Regions from separate parts of the Cricetulus griseus genome. Here region 2 is linked to region 1. The links are chromatin contacts, called in public Micro-C maps. All regions are on one chromosome and are shown on one strand. Each heading gives the region's core, a stretch centred on a gene start, on an enhancer-like site or on the middle of the called end of the contact. The rest is flanking DNA. Distances are from core to core; before and after follow the strand shown. Region 1 has its middle 91 kb from the start of C2H5orf63. Region 2 overlaps Lmnb1 (lamin-B1).

The links. A called contact is a pair of places that touch in the nucleus more often than the background predicts.
Region 2: a Micro-C map of the CHO-K1 cell line shows a contact between it and region 1, with 6 times the contacts expected there. The contact joins two enhancer-like sites. A contact is called at or near these places in 7 of 8 Hi-C or Micro-C datasets (the CHK-Q cell line, the CHL-YN cell line, the CHO-K1 cell line and 3 more).

Annotation. Positions count from the first base shown.
Region 1 is chr2:181,858,868-181,865,819 of CriGri-PICRH-1.0, forward strand. No RefSeq gene overlaps it. Among named protein-coding and RNA genes, the nearest start is that of C2H5orf63, 91 kb to the right of the region's middle. Within about 2 kb of position 2,799, at least 2 of the 6 cell types and tissues checked have open chromatin away from gene starts, as enhancers often do.
Region 2 is chr2:182,169,153-182,175,723 of CriGri-PICRH-1.0, forward strand. Lmnb1 (lamin-B1) reads right to left here. Exons shown (of 11, transcript XM_027400930.2): 11 at 5,778-6,214. The coding sequence ends at 6,173. Among named protein-coding and RNA genes, the nearest start is that of Lmnb1, 42 kb to the right of the region's middle. Within about 2 kb of position 2,444, at least 1 of the 6 cell types and tissues checked has open chromatin away from gene starts, as enhancers often do.

The DNA.
Region 1 (6,952 bases), core at 1,549-4,048:
TGAGCCAACATCAAGTAATGTGACCATATTCTTCTTTACTGGGTGTTAAGTCTTACACTCCTGGGCAGCACAACAAGCTTGTGTGTTCACCTCTACTCATTCATAGTCATAAGGCATTGACTGTAAAAAGAAATAAGGCAGGGGTAAAGGTAGGATACTATTGTAGCCAGGAAGATTGAAGCAGGATAGTATTGAAGCCATCAGTGAGAAATACTTTTTGATGAATATCTTGGCAACAATAAAGAAGACAGTATGGGTTATTGGCTAACCCAGAGCAAAGGGCCCAGCTTTGGAAAGCCTACAGTGTAGGTAAAACCATTTCTCTACCTCAGGAGAGACAGAAGTCAGAAATAATGGGATAAGGAGCAGGGCTCAGTGTAACTAATCAAGGGATACTTTATGAAATACCTGGTCCAGGTAGCCCCTCCCACTGCATTCCAATCCTTTTGCATCAAAGCAATTAGAGACCATGGAATTTGACCTGCTAAACAAGCTGCCTTCCTACTCCACGCCCATAGTCCTAAAGCACAGTCCCACCCACAGAGCTCATGTCATCCCTCTCCAGGGAAGTTCACTCAGGTTGTAGCAGCAGGGGTGAGGGGAAGGGGTGGGCCGGGCACCCCTGATAATACTCCATGGATTGACACTAAACACCTGAGGAAATCATCAGCCACACTGGGAGATGATGGAAAGGAGTCAAGGAATCTTTGGGAGTTGGTGAAACTGTTCTGTTTTGATTATGGTGGCTAGAATATGCCTGCATGTGTTTATCAAAAATCATCCATCTAAATGCCTTAGCAGGATGAATCTTGTCGGTAAATTCAGAAAACCCATACTTCTTAAAGAAGTACAACCCATGAAAGGAAAGTTCACAGAGGTTGTCATCTGCCCTGTTGCACAGCGTCCAACATGTTGTGTCAGAGAGCAGGGTATCCAACAGAAAGATTGACTCCACCCCAGCAGAGACAGCAGGCTAATGTGGCTGACTCAGAATCAGGAATAGCCCTGACTTAGGCCTTGGACACACCGGGCCAGGCATCCAATAAGAAAGTAGTTGTACTTAATTCAGAACACAATGGTTATGTCTACGTGAGGAGACACCAGGCATCTCCCTGGCAGGACATTCGGAGACATCTTACATCAGGCTAGGGTCTCTAAATAGGTGCTTATTAAATGTGAACTAAGTGACAGGAAAACAAAGTACAACAGAACACTCATTGTTTTTATAAAGGAACAACCTGAAGACAAGAGTTACTAGAGATAGAAAGGGTGGTTTATAAAAAAAAACAAAAAACAAAACAAAACCTTTTATCTATGACAAACAAGAGGCATGAAAAATATAATCAAGAAAATCTATCAAAATAAAGCAAGAAGAAATAAAAAATGTGACAGAAAAACTAAAATCAAAGAAATCTCTACAGTCCTAGATCCACCTAACGTAAGTGTTAAAGGGGCCTTGGAAAAAATGCACAGTTGTTTACAGCTGGGTATGGTGACACACACCTGGAGTCCCAACCCTTGGGAGGCTGAAGCAGGGGAATCTTGAGTTCAAGTCCAACACGGGCTACATGGCAACAGCTTGTCTCAGAAAAAGTGTGTTGGGGTGGGGGAGGTGGTTCATAATAATGGCTGCCTGGTGGCCTGAATTCAATTCCCAGATCCCACAGGGTAGAAGAGAATCAACTCTACAAGTTTTCCTCTGACCTTCACACAGGCACCATGGCTCAAGGGCCAGCCCCTCAAACACATTCCTTTTTTTATTTTTTTTATTAATGTTTTGGGGTTGGAGGGATGACATGGCGGTTACCTGTACACTGCTCTTAGAGAGAATCCAAGTTCTATGCCCAGTACCCATGTCAGGCAGCTCTCAACTACCTATAACTCTGGCTCCAGGGGAGCCGACAGCCTCTTCTGGCCTCCCAGGGCACTGCACTCACAAATACATACTCACATACAGACACATAAATCTACATAACTTTAAATATATCTTTTTTAAGAGTACTGAAGCATACAGTATACACTAATGAAGTCAATGGAAATGAATGTGAAATATTATCCACCCATAATCGTGAGTGGAGAACGGTACACACCACAGCATGGCGCAGCGTAGACAAGACCTTGAAAACACCGAATGGAGGAACCAGACAGAAAGCACGTGTTCAATGACTGTTTCCATGAAGTATGCTGGACAGAGGTGTGAGTCACAGCCTCAGTGTGTCATCGTGAGATTTCATCATCTACTTAGAATGCTAAAGCTTAGGAATTCCTCTTGGGGGAATTTTTCACTTTGTATTTATTTTTTGGAAGTTTTCACTATAATATTTTCGCAGCACAGTTGACTGTGGATAACTGAAGCCATAGAAAGACAAACAACTGATGAGAGAAGCCATTAGAATAATAGCTTTAAGAAAACTCCTCAACAAATACTGTGATTAAGAAACTGATGGTCTTGGTGATGTTACACTCCACTCTCAACAAAAATGCAACAGGATAAACTGGTGACTTGATGATGTCATTGAGATCCTAGGATCTCTCCATCTCTCTGCTCTGCTGTGCAAGCACTGGCTATGGTCTCCCTCCGCTGCTAACACACCTGCTGGTTCCAGGTGCCAGATTTTACACTACCATATCCAACATCAGGAAAGAAATCAATAGAGACCAAAAGTAGTAATTCCCACACGGTGGTCTCCTTTTACTTCTTTTTCAGAGCCCATTGTTCCCTCTCCAACTCTCTAGTTCCCTCCCTACTCCTATACTGCTTGGGCCAGGGCTAAGTTACTTTTTTCTTTCTAAGCCAATCACAGGCAAGAGAATTTAGTTTACCATTACTGTCAGCCAATCACAGTTAATCAACTAGGACTGAGCACAGTTTTCTTTGGCAAGGAAGAAGGAGCAGACTTTTGGGCTGACAGCTTCACCAGGCTGACTCACTGACCAATTAACAGCCAACCCCATCCCTGTGAGGAGACCACAGTGAGCCTGTCTATCAAACACACGGCCCAGACTCTCTCACACAGGAAGGCTATCTAGCCTTGAGTCCTGTGGCCCGGGAGCATTTAATATGTATTAATCTTCTGAGATAAAATCGTTAGTCATGTGTTGGCATCTGCAAATTAACACTGGCTTCTGGGGAGAAACCGGAGGAGGGGGGAGGGGGACATCCCACTGCATTTTTCAAAGGTCCCACATCAAAAATTTATCAAGTGTAAAAATCCAGTCTGTTTGATGCTGTTAGAATGGTTAATATTACAAATAGCTACTGGAAACAAGGCACATCTGACACCTGAAGAATTAGACAGGGATCCAAGTGTTTTCCTGTCTAGACTAAGGAAAGTTAGTTCTTAGATGGGCAGTTGCCCTCTTTTTGTCTGATTCAAAGCTTGATTCAAAGGCTTCCTGGGCATTCTATTTATCAGGGAGGTACGGCTTGCTTCTCAGCAGTCTCATCAGGACTGATTTACTAACATGCCGCCACAGACAGTCTGTGAAGTCTCTATAGCTCCAGCCCACGGTGCCTCGTAATTCACACCTCCTTTAGGTGAAGGACTTAATGTGTAGATGGGCTCTGACATACGAGTGCTGCTCACCAGTACACTGTCAGAGCAGGTCTGAATAATTAGCACAAGAGCTCCTCTTCTGAGATATTAATACCTTACATCATAAATGTCAAGCGCAGCACAAAGATGCAACTAGCAAATCTCGGAAGGGAAGGAGGGCAGGGTGCCTGTAAATCACAGTGGTGCATTCTGCTTTCCTTCCATTTTACTACCAGGAAATAAACCCAGGCTGGGGAAGATTTTAAAAATCTTGCCCTCCTCTAATTTATTATTTACCACGGTGGTTTCCTGAAGTTGTACCCTGAAGGGAAGGCTGAGGGTTTGGGGGGGGGGGCGTGTTCTCAGTTGCTGGGGTGGAGAAGAGGGATGCTTTAAGGGAAGCAACAGAGGGGTCAATGGAAAGCAAAACCTCACAAAACCTCTCTCTGAAAGTGTGGTCCCTCTACCTGTGACCCTGTGCTCTGTGCCTTTGGGACACAGAGGCCAGGCAGTTGTAGAATGCCATTCCATGTGAGAGGTGTTTTCTCTAAAACATCTTAGCCTCAACTACCCAAAGGGAAAAAAAGATCACTTTTATGGCTAGAGAATACGTGTGAGCATGAATGTCACAGTGTAATGCTCATAAACTGCCATCCATGAGCTTTGCTAGAATCCCTGGGCCTTAAAGAAACATCCTATTCAGATCAGGTGGACCCTGACAGTTTGTAAAACTACATCGGTCTCCAACCCCAGCAACAGTCATGGGGTCTTGGATTTAGATGTGGAATCTCTACTTACTGAAAAAAAAAAAAATAAGAGCCATGCTTTTCTATCCTTGGAGAGCTCTACTTGTTAGAAGCTTCCCAAGATACTGGCTGAGGCCTGTCTTTCTGCAACTTCAGCCACTTCATCCTGTTTCTTCCCTGGGACTCATGGGATAATTCTAACTCCTTTTTCTTTTGGAAGTCCTTCGTGTACTTGAGAGTTGTATCCAAAGCTGCCGTATATGAAACTGATTGATCCCAGAAACTTCAATTGTGTGATAGAGTTTCAGGCCCTCCTCAGAGCAAAACAGTACTTCAGACCCTCTTAAAGAGAGTTCATACAAACACAAGGAAAATGCATGCCAGATAACAGTGCTTACCATTGCATTGTATTTTATTCTTACCTAAGTGTTATGGAGGAGTTGGGGAGAATCTCAGTGGTGAAGCACTTGCTGCTCTTTCTGAGGACCCAAGTTCAGTTCCCAGCACCCACACTGTGCAGCTCACAACCACCTGGAACTCCAGTCCCAGGGGACCCAACAATCTCTTCTAGCCTCAATAGGCATGCGCCAATGGGCACATGAACACACACACACACACACACACACACACACACACACACACACTAATTAACAAACTGCTGTGCTATATATAACATTATTATATCCACAACTTAAGGATGAAAAATTTGAAACTCAAAGACATAAACCAGAAATTTCTGTTCCTGTGGCTTGAATGGTTCAGGGCCAGAACCAGTCAAAGCCAGAGATTTTAGTCCCTGTGTCATTCTGCGTCACAATCTAGGATAATCATTTCTTCATTTTTATGAAAATAAAAGCCAAACAAATTTTCTCTGTTATTGGCTCTCGAAGTTCCTCCCCAAATCTTTATCATCAGCTCAAACTTCTCTTTTGATTCCTGGATTCCTCTACCCAACTGGCTACCAGACATCAGCCACATAGACAATCTCTGATTACCTCAATTTCAACAAATCTAAAAATGACCTAATCTATTTCTTCCCAAACATATACCCCCTACAAAACAGAAAATGGCTTCGTTTCTTCTCAGCTGTCCCTTTGAACCTTTCTCCTACACCCATATTCAAATGTGGGTTTGCCATCCCAAAAAAACAATATCCAAGCTTCAAATGAACTGCAAAACCTTCCAACATCCACCCACTCCTCCCTCGCCAGTTTTAGCCTCATTATTTACCCCACGCCCTCTACACCACAATTTAAATAAACCTACTTCTGATCCTGCAGTCGTTTAGTTGGTGTTACCTGAAGAGCTGTACATGTGCTCCCACTTCCTGGAAAATTCTTTTCTCTCCCCTTTGCCGGGTGAGCTAACTCATATCCACCCTCTGACTTTCCGGCCTCAGTCAGCTTCCGGAGGTAAGCTTCCCTAATTGTGAACATGACACATTCCGATGGACACTAATTTATTCTACCATTGCCTGTGCCATCCTTTACTGTAACATCGTAATTATTTCCATAAAGCAAGGAATTATTTCTTGTTCGTGTGTAAGTCACCAGCCTGGAACAAAGGGAGAGTTTGAAAATATCTGCTGAACAAATGAATGGAAGAAATAAAACAATGGTAGTTAAATCCCTCTAGTGACAGTGCCTGGCCTCTGTGATGCCAGCACAGGTTAGCCATTTGTCCACCACCAACCTCCCTGCCACCTGGTCCTGTTCATCACTTCAGATTGTTGAGATGCCCTTAGACCCTAATCCTCCCATATGTTCTTTAGCCCATGAACTATCACTGCCAACTGAGTGTTATCTAAAAATTTGACTAGCATATTTCTTATATCTTCATTAGACAAGGACAGAGCTGAGTGACCCCATTAGATACCTTGCCCCACTAATCAGCACCCATTGGATATGCTAATTCAATCAAGTGTTAAAATGTTACAACCCCTCCCCCCCCACACACACACACAGTTTCAAGACTATCACAGGCAAGTTAGTCAAGAGTCTTGATCAAATTCAAAGAAAGATCACTATCATTTTCCATGCTCATGATTCGAAACCTTTCTGGTGTACCACACTTAGATATAATGTTCGTATAAGCATCATTAGGTACAGTTAAGGCTTTTGTGAAACTCCCAGAAGCACATTTACAACTCTCCATTTTTTTTAACCATTAAAGAAATGACCATGGAGGGCAAGTGGAACAACAAACACAGGACACCATGAGGTCATTCCCACACCACAGCAGGTACAGACTGCTTACTTGAGCAGTCAGCCTTACTTTTCCTTCCTGGAAGAATCCAGCTTCCCAACTCCATCCCTCCTGGCCTAGACCTTGTCTTCTTCCCATGTGGCACTTTATTTTTCCAGCCCTTTCCAAGGCTGACTGCCAAACCAACTGAGATGAGAAGAATTATATGAGTAAACCATTCAATAAGAATCAAGAGAGACTACAACCTTTTGCCTGCAGGAATCTTTGGTCTTGAGGAACCTTTGGTCTGGAGGAACCTTTGGTCTAGAGGAAACTTTGGTCTGGAGGAACCTTTACCTGGAGAGCTAGATAGTCCACCAAGACAACTGTAGTGGAACACACTAATCAACTGTGCAATGCATCGCCCCACAGCGATGGACTGTGTTCATGGGAGAAGCAGAGGTCTGAAAGATAAGCATGGTGATA
Region 2 (6,571 bases), core at 1,194-3,693, 310 kb after region 1:
CAGCCACACCGGGTCACTGTCAACAATTCACAAATAATGTCAACATGTCACTTCACGCAAGCCAATTACTTTCAACTGCTTTCTGTGTGCCCCCAGCCTCCGTGTCGCTTATGAACAGTGAACACTTCCCATAGAAGACTTCAGCCGAACACAAATTACCTCCCTGAACAAAGACTGTGTCCCAAAACAGCCAACTTGGCAAAGATCATTCCTCCAGGCTGTGGTTCGTGTCTTGAGGGACTGTCTGCTACACGAGTGAAAGACAAAGCTGAGGGTCTGGAGAGACTGACCGGAGGACCCAGGTTTGGTTCCTAGCACCCACACGAGGCCCACAACCATCTATAACTCCACTTCCAGATCTTTCAACTTCCACAGGCACCGATGGTACATATGCATCCATACAAGGAAAACGCTAACACAGACCTGAGCAAGAACTGGGGCTGGGAAAACAGAACCAACCCCTCTCCACCCTTTAGTCCATCTGCCAGGCTTCCTTTAAATCAGCTCTAAACAGTGCCCACTGTATTTGCCACTGCTTTAATGAAGTTTGGACAAAACAGGCATAGGGGGTTATTGTGGCCACTGGAATCATTCCAATTCCCGTTTGCCAATGGGCGCATGTTTCACCAGTAAGCTAACTAAAACTGGGTAAACGATCTGCTGCCCACTGCCTGGGACAGCAGGAGAGGCAGAGTTGTCAAGGACAGATGCAGCCGGTCACAAAGAAACCTCCCCTCTGGTAGTCCTGAGGCCAAATCCTCAATGAGTGCTGAGGGGACAATGAGTAAATGACATCTTTTGGGCCCATTCAGAATCCTATCTGCAAAAGAGTACCACTAGCTAATGAGGAATAGGTTTGAGTCAGGAAGCATTTAGTGACAATGACAGTTAACATTCAATGAATGTGGCCCTACCCACCATCCTCTCTTCTGGGTGGTTTTTCTGTCTCCCACCCCATGTGAGAACCACGAATCAGGAGCCTGTGCTCCAAGTGTTCCCCCCAGCTGCAAGGCATAAACCCAAGAGTTCCACCTCAGGTTTGTCTCAGGATTCTGGGGTAAGATCATCCTGGTGCCCTCAGCATTTTTCTTTCTCCATAGAAAAGCCCCTTCCAGGCCTGGTACTGGCACTTTTCCTGTCAGCTCCATGGTAGCTTCTGGGGTAGAACCCAGACCACTGTTTCTTTTATAATGAAGAATGAGCATTCTGGACTGTGGGCCCCATGTCTGTCACCCTACCCCACTCTACCTCTGCATTCAATCTCTTAACAAAAACTTAAGGAGAAATGGTCTGACTTGTCATCTGGGAAAATGCACAGGAATTTTGCTTCCCCTCCCCCTTCTAGAACAAGGGAATGGGGGAAACAGGCAGCCAAATGATGAAGGCGGGGTCATGGCCTCAGGAACTGGGCCAGAACATATGAATGGCAGGATCCAAGTCAAAAAGCCTGGTGCTGTTACAGGCAGCTTGAGCCAGGAGGCTCCCTGGCTCAGATGGAGAAAACCGGAGCTGGCATTCTGTTTGGGAATGGGGTAATGAACAGTTATCTGGAGAGCCTTTCCAGCCACTAAGCCAGAAAGCCAACTGGAGTTAGCTGCCCCTCCGGTGTATACACAACACTCAGTGGCTAAGACTTGAGGCCAGATTTAGGTCCCAGGACCACAAGGGGATTGGCAGATATGCCTAAATTGGGGGGTGGAGTACATGTCATGACCCCCACACCTCAGAAAAGGGAGGCAGGAAAGGGAGTTTGCAGTGCCCTGGGTTACAGAGATCCAAACTCAAAGCAAAACCAACCAACCAACTCCGAGAGTTTGAGAATATTTGCTGTGGATGAGTCACAAGACTGAGGAAAACAAAACATGGGCACAGGTATCCCTGCCCCGTCACACTGCAGTGAGGTCTCCCCCAAAGCAGACTCATGGAGGCTGGCAGGGGGTTGGGGAGCTGAGCAAGTAGGTCATTAAGTGGAGCTTCAGAGAGTGGGCTTATTGTAATTGTTCTTATTTTTTGTGCCCTCATGCACCAAGGCAAGTGTGTGGAGGTCACAGGACAGTTTGGGGGAGCCAGTTTTTCTTTCCACCCAGTGGGTAGGAACTCAGGAAGTCAGCTTAGGTGAGCACCTTTATCCACTGAGCTGTCTCCTTAGTGAGGGTTTAAGTCAAAGAAACCAACACCAATTTTGCTTAAAAGAGCATACAAATGAGGAATCTTTAAGAGCCAACCCCAAGCTCATGTGGCAACCCACAGAAGCACAGTGAGTCTAAAAAGCCAGTGGAAAAGAACAGAGTGGCCGTCAGGGAAGCCCTGGTGGAAGAAGGCACTTGCATATAAATCTGGGAGACTGTGTTTTATTGTTATAAAGTCATTAAGCTACTGGGCAAGCTGTCTCCTGAAATTGAGAGGTGCACTTTGCTCTGAAGAAATGTCAGCCAAGGACAGGATTTACTGAGCTGTTGAAAGTGAAAGAGAAAGCACTATTGTGGAAGTGAGCAGTAGGAGGTAGGGAGTGGGACAATTTCACACCCCGGGCCTGTGCAGGTCTCCAGGGCAAACTGGCGCTGATGCCTCTCTGTGTACTATTCTCTGACCCCTCCAAAGCAGCCCAGCCCAGCAGCTCCCACCCCCAGACCATTCCCTGTGCATTAGATATCCTTCCCTACACAACAATTAAAGTGAAATGTCAATCCTCCAGCAATGTGATACAACTTCTCTAAATTTTGCTTCTTTCTTATTTTACCTAAGAAGTTTTCCATTCCCATCAGTTTGGATGATTACCCCTTTCGAAAGGCAGCCAAACAGAAGAATAGGAATTCTAAATCACACTTCTGTCAGTACTGTTGCTGCTTCAGTCAGCACAACGGCCCCAGTGTCAGAATCCTAGGTTTTGCCATACATAAAAATGTCAAGCCCTTGCTTCAGGACCAGACACTCTCCTCCACACAGCCTTCTGAAGTGCAAGCTACCTCATGAGAGAGGTTCAGGGTAAGATCCTTTCTCATTTTAAAATGCATGTTGGCCAAGGAACATTCAAATAAACTTCTTTAACATAATGATAGTAAGTTAAGATGATGCATAAGTCAATAGATACATGACTTAGAATAATTACTCCTTAAAAATGAACACACGTATCTATACACATGTATATGACAATAAATTAAATGGTATAGGCAAGCCCACACATATCTATACACATATATACAATAAATTAAATGGTATTGGTAAGCCCACACATATCTACACACATATGTATATGACAATAAATTAAAAGGCAAGGGCAAGCCCTGCCTTCCACTCTAAGACTGGTAACACAGAATTAGCTAAAGCTTGTTCAGTAGCATGGCACAAGATCTAATACTGTCAAAATCCTAGGACTTCTAACAAAACAGCCACTCTTGCTGTGGAGGGGTCACAATCCTAAAACCCCAAGAGGCAAACCATCTATTATTAGGAAGTCAACAAATGTACCTATACCATAAAAATAAGCAATGCCAAGAACTCAATATAGGAGGATCCTCGGGGATTCCCGGTCTCAAGGAGAGATCCTATCTCAAAATAAGGTTGGCAGCTCCAGGGGAATGATACCCAAGGTTGTCCGCTAGCTTACACTCACTCCCTTCGCCCCTCCTTCTCTCCTCCCCTTCCCTCCCCCTTTAGAAGAGAATCAAAGGCAAACTCAATGGCTTGGACAAATGCCAAGGTGGACAGGGCTAAGAGTAGAATTAGTGAGACAAGCACCAAGGACTCACTAAACACTGCACAGAGAAATCTAAAAGGCAAGCAAGGAGAGGTTCAATACTCCATCTTCAAATACTGGACTGGGGGACAGGGAACAACGGTGACATGCATTCCAACAAATAAGAACATAAGATGAGGGTCAGAAGAATGAAAATAAGCTAGACATGAAGGTCAAAACAGCAAGAAAGACAAACCCAGGGGGAAAAACGAGTTGCCACCTGTTATAAGAAGATAATTTCAACCGGCCGTTGGTGGCGCTGGCCTTTAATCCCAGCACTCGGGAGGGAGAGGCAGGCGGATCTCTGTGAGTTCGAGGACAGCTCTGGTCGCCAGAGCGAGTGCCAGGATAGGCTCCAAAGCTCCAGAGAAACCCTGTTCTTTTAAAAAGATAATTTCAAAGTATATTCGAGTGTGCCCTCTGCCTGGCCTCCACCAATGGAGATGCAGGTGTAGCGCCCCAGCACCCCAAAATCCACAGCACAGGCTCACAGCAGCTGATCCCTGAAAACGGCCAGACGCTCCAAACTACTTTGGTTAATTAAATCCTGGATCTTTATTATAATTTCACAGGATCACATAATATTCTCCTGTGTTACAACCACCATTTTCTCCCTCAGTGCCTACCTAAAGTGTTGGTTTTTATAGCATAATTAATCTGGCAGTAAAGAACCTGGGATATACTATGATGACAAGAACCCCATCTTGTGACAAAATATTTCACAACCACGTTTGGCTGTCTTCCGTATAGCCATTCAGAAGATAAATCTGTGCTGAGAAGTTATCATTTCATCTGCTTCAGCAGACAGAATTTCTGACCCAGCATTTATCTTGTGTCTGCGACAGCAGCGGTGCATGCAGTAAATCTGTGGAACACAGTAATTTGGGGCTTTGTGAGTTATTTTCAAGTGAACGCTGGTAGTCTTTACACAGCTTTCTGGAGGAATATTTTAAGAGGAGAGCAAACACTGGCTTTGGGTTAGCTTCTGAAATATCATCCATGTGTTCTAGGGAGGGTTCCGACATTCTGCTCCAAGATGAACCAACTCTGCTAAAGCAATCACAGGACAGAAATCCTGAAGTCCACAACCAGTGATGCCCCAGCAATCAGCACAGATAAGGGCCACCTGCCCCGGCAGGCTCCATTCACTGTCCTTCAGTTATTCTTCCAGCAGGGGGTTCTTAAATGAATCCTTTCCCCTTTCTATGTTACAGGAGAGTAAAAACAGACTCTATGTACACCTTCTGTGTTAAATTTGAAAGCCATTGGTGATAAGCCCATGCTAAGTGAGTCGACCATTCCGTTACTACTGACAACGGAGCACCGAGGAGTCTGAACTATCACCTTCCTCAACTGTGAACACATCATTGAAAAGTCCAGTCACACAAGCCAATCAAAACTAAAACCTTTCTAACCTGTCAAGGTCTGTCTGAAGCATTGCTTTTCAACCTTCCTAATGCCTCAGTGACCCTTTAATACATACAGGTTCCTCAGGTTATTGTGACCCTAGCCATACAATTATTTCATTGCTACTTTATAACTGTAATTTTGCTACTGTTATGAATCACAATGTAAATATCTGACATATAACCCCCTTGAAATGGTCATTGGACAATCTCCCCAAAGGGGTCCAGACCCACAGATTGAGAACCGCTGATCTAAAGAGTTAAAAAGAGTCGACAGAGTAATAGTAAACAGCTTTTTATTCGTTAATGTTGCATAAGAAATGTAAGCGTGTTACACTATCTTAAAAAACACAACTAGAGCATTTGAAGAAAATCCCCTCCCCCACCCTAACCCCACCTGCCCCGTCCCTCAGGAATCAAGAATTTAAGAGAAACGGCTGAACATACAACAGACTTGCGGAACCTCCATCCAGAGTGCTTACATGATGTCTGGATTAATATTGCCTTCTTACAAAAATGTTCTTCTCTTTTCTATTTAAAAAGAATTTGTAACCTTGATCACTTATTACAAAAAAATTCCATACAAAAGTTCAATATATTGAAAAAATTGCTTTCCCCCCGCCCGAACAGCACCGTTTTATATATAGCAGAGAATGAACAAGAGCAGACTGCCCGACTAGATAGAGCAATCTTCCAATTATGCCCGGACACGCAGTGGTATACTTACCCTCCCCTCCTTAAAAGAACTTAAAAAAAAAAAAATACATACACACATATAAAAAAAAAAAAATGCCAAAAACTTGAGGGCCCCTTTCCAAACAGTACAGTTAGTTCAGTGTCAATAATTCACATCTTGCAACAACGTGTATGGATAGGATTTCTTTTACAAAACTTTCAGTGTCAAAAAGGAAATTAAGGCCATCAGATTCGCAGCTTAAAAAATTCACATAAAGGAAATAGAAAAATATCGTGTGCTTCTGAGAAGGCTCTGCACTGTATACAGGGTTACCATGCTTCTGTCTTGACGAGTTCACATAATGGCACAGCTTCTGTTGGACGCTCTTGGGGCTCCCTGAGTGGGAAACAGAAGGAAGAGTGAGAACTAACAATATCGTGATGTTCTAAACACAAACCCTCTCAAATAGAGACTAAAGGTCTGTATTACCTACTTAAAAGGGCCTGGTCATGCCTCACTCTTAGCATTAAGGGCTTACCTCAACGAATCCCACAACTGAGTTTCTATACTAGCTGCAGCAGAGTTTTTAAGAATAGAAAAACAAACAAACAACAAAAAAAAGCCAAAAAGCTGATCTAAGCCTGTAAACAATTAAGAATCTCTCACTTAGCTCTGCAATTTTAAAGTAATTCTCCTATCTAGCTGAGTTGGATGCCCTCTATAACTTCAGTTCTAGGGGATCCTATGCCCTCT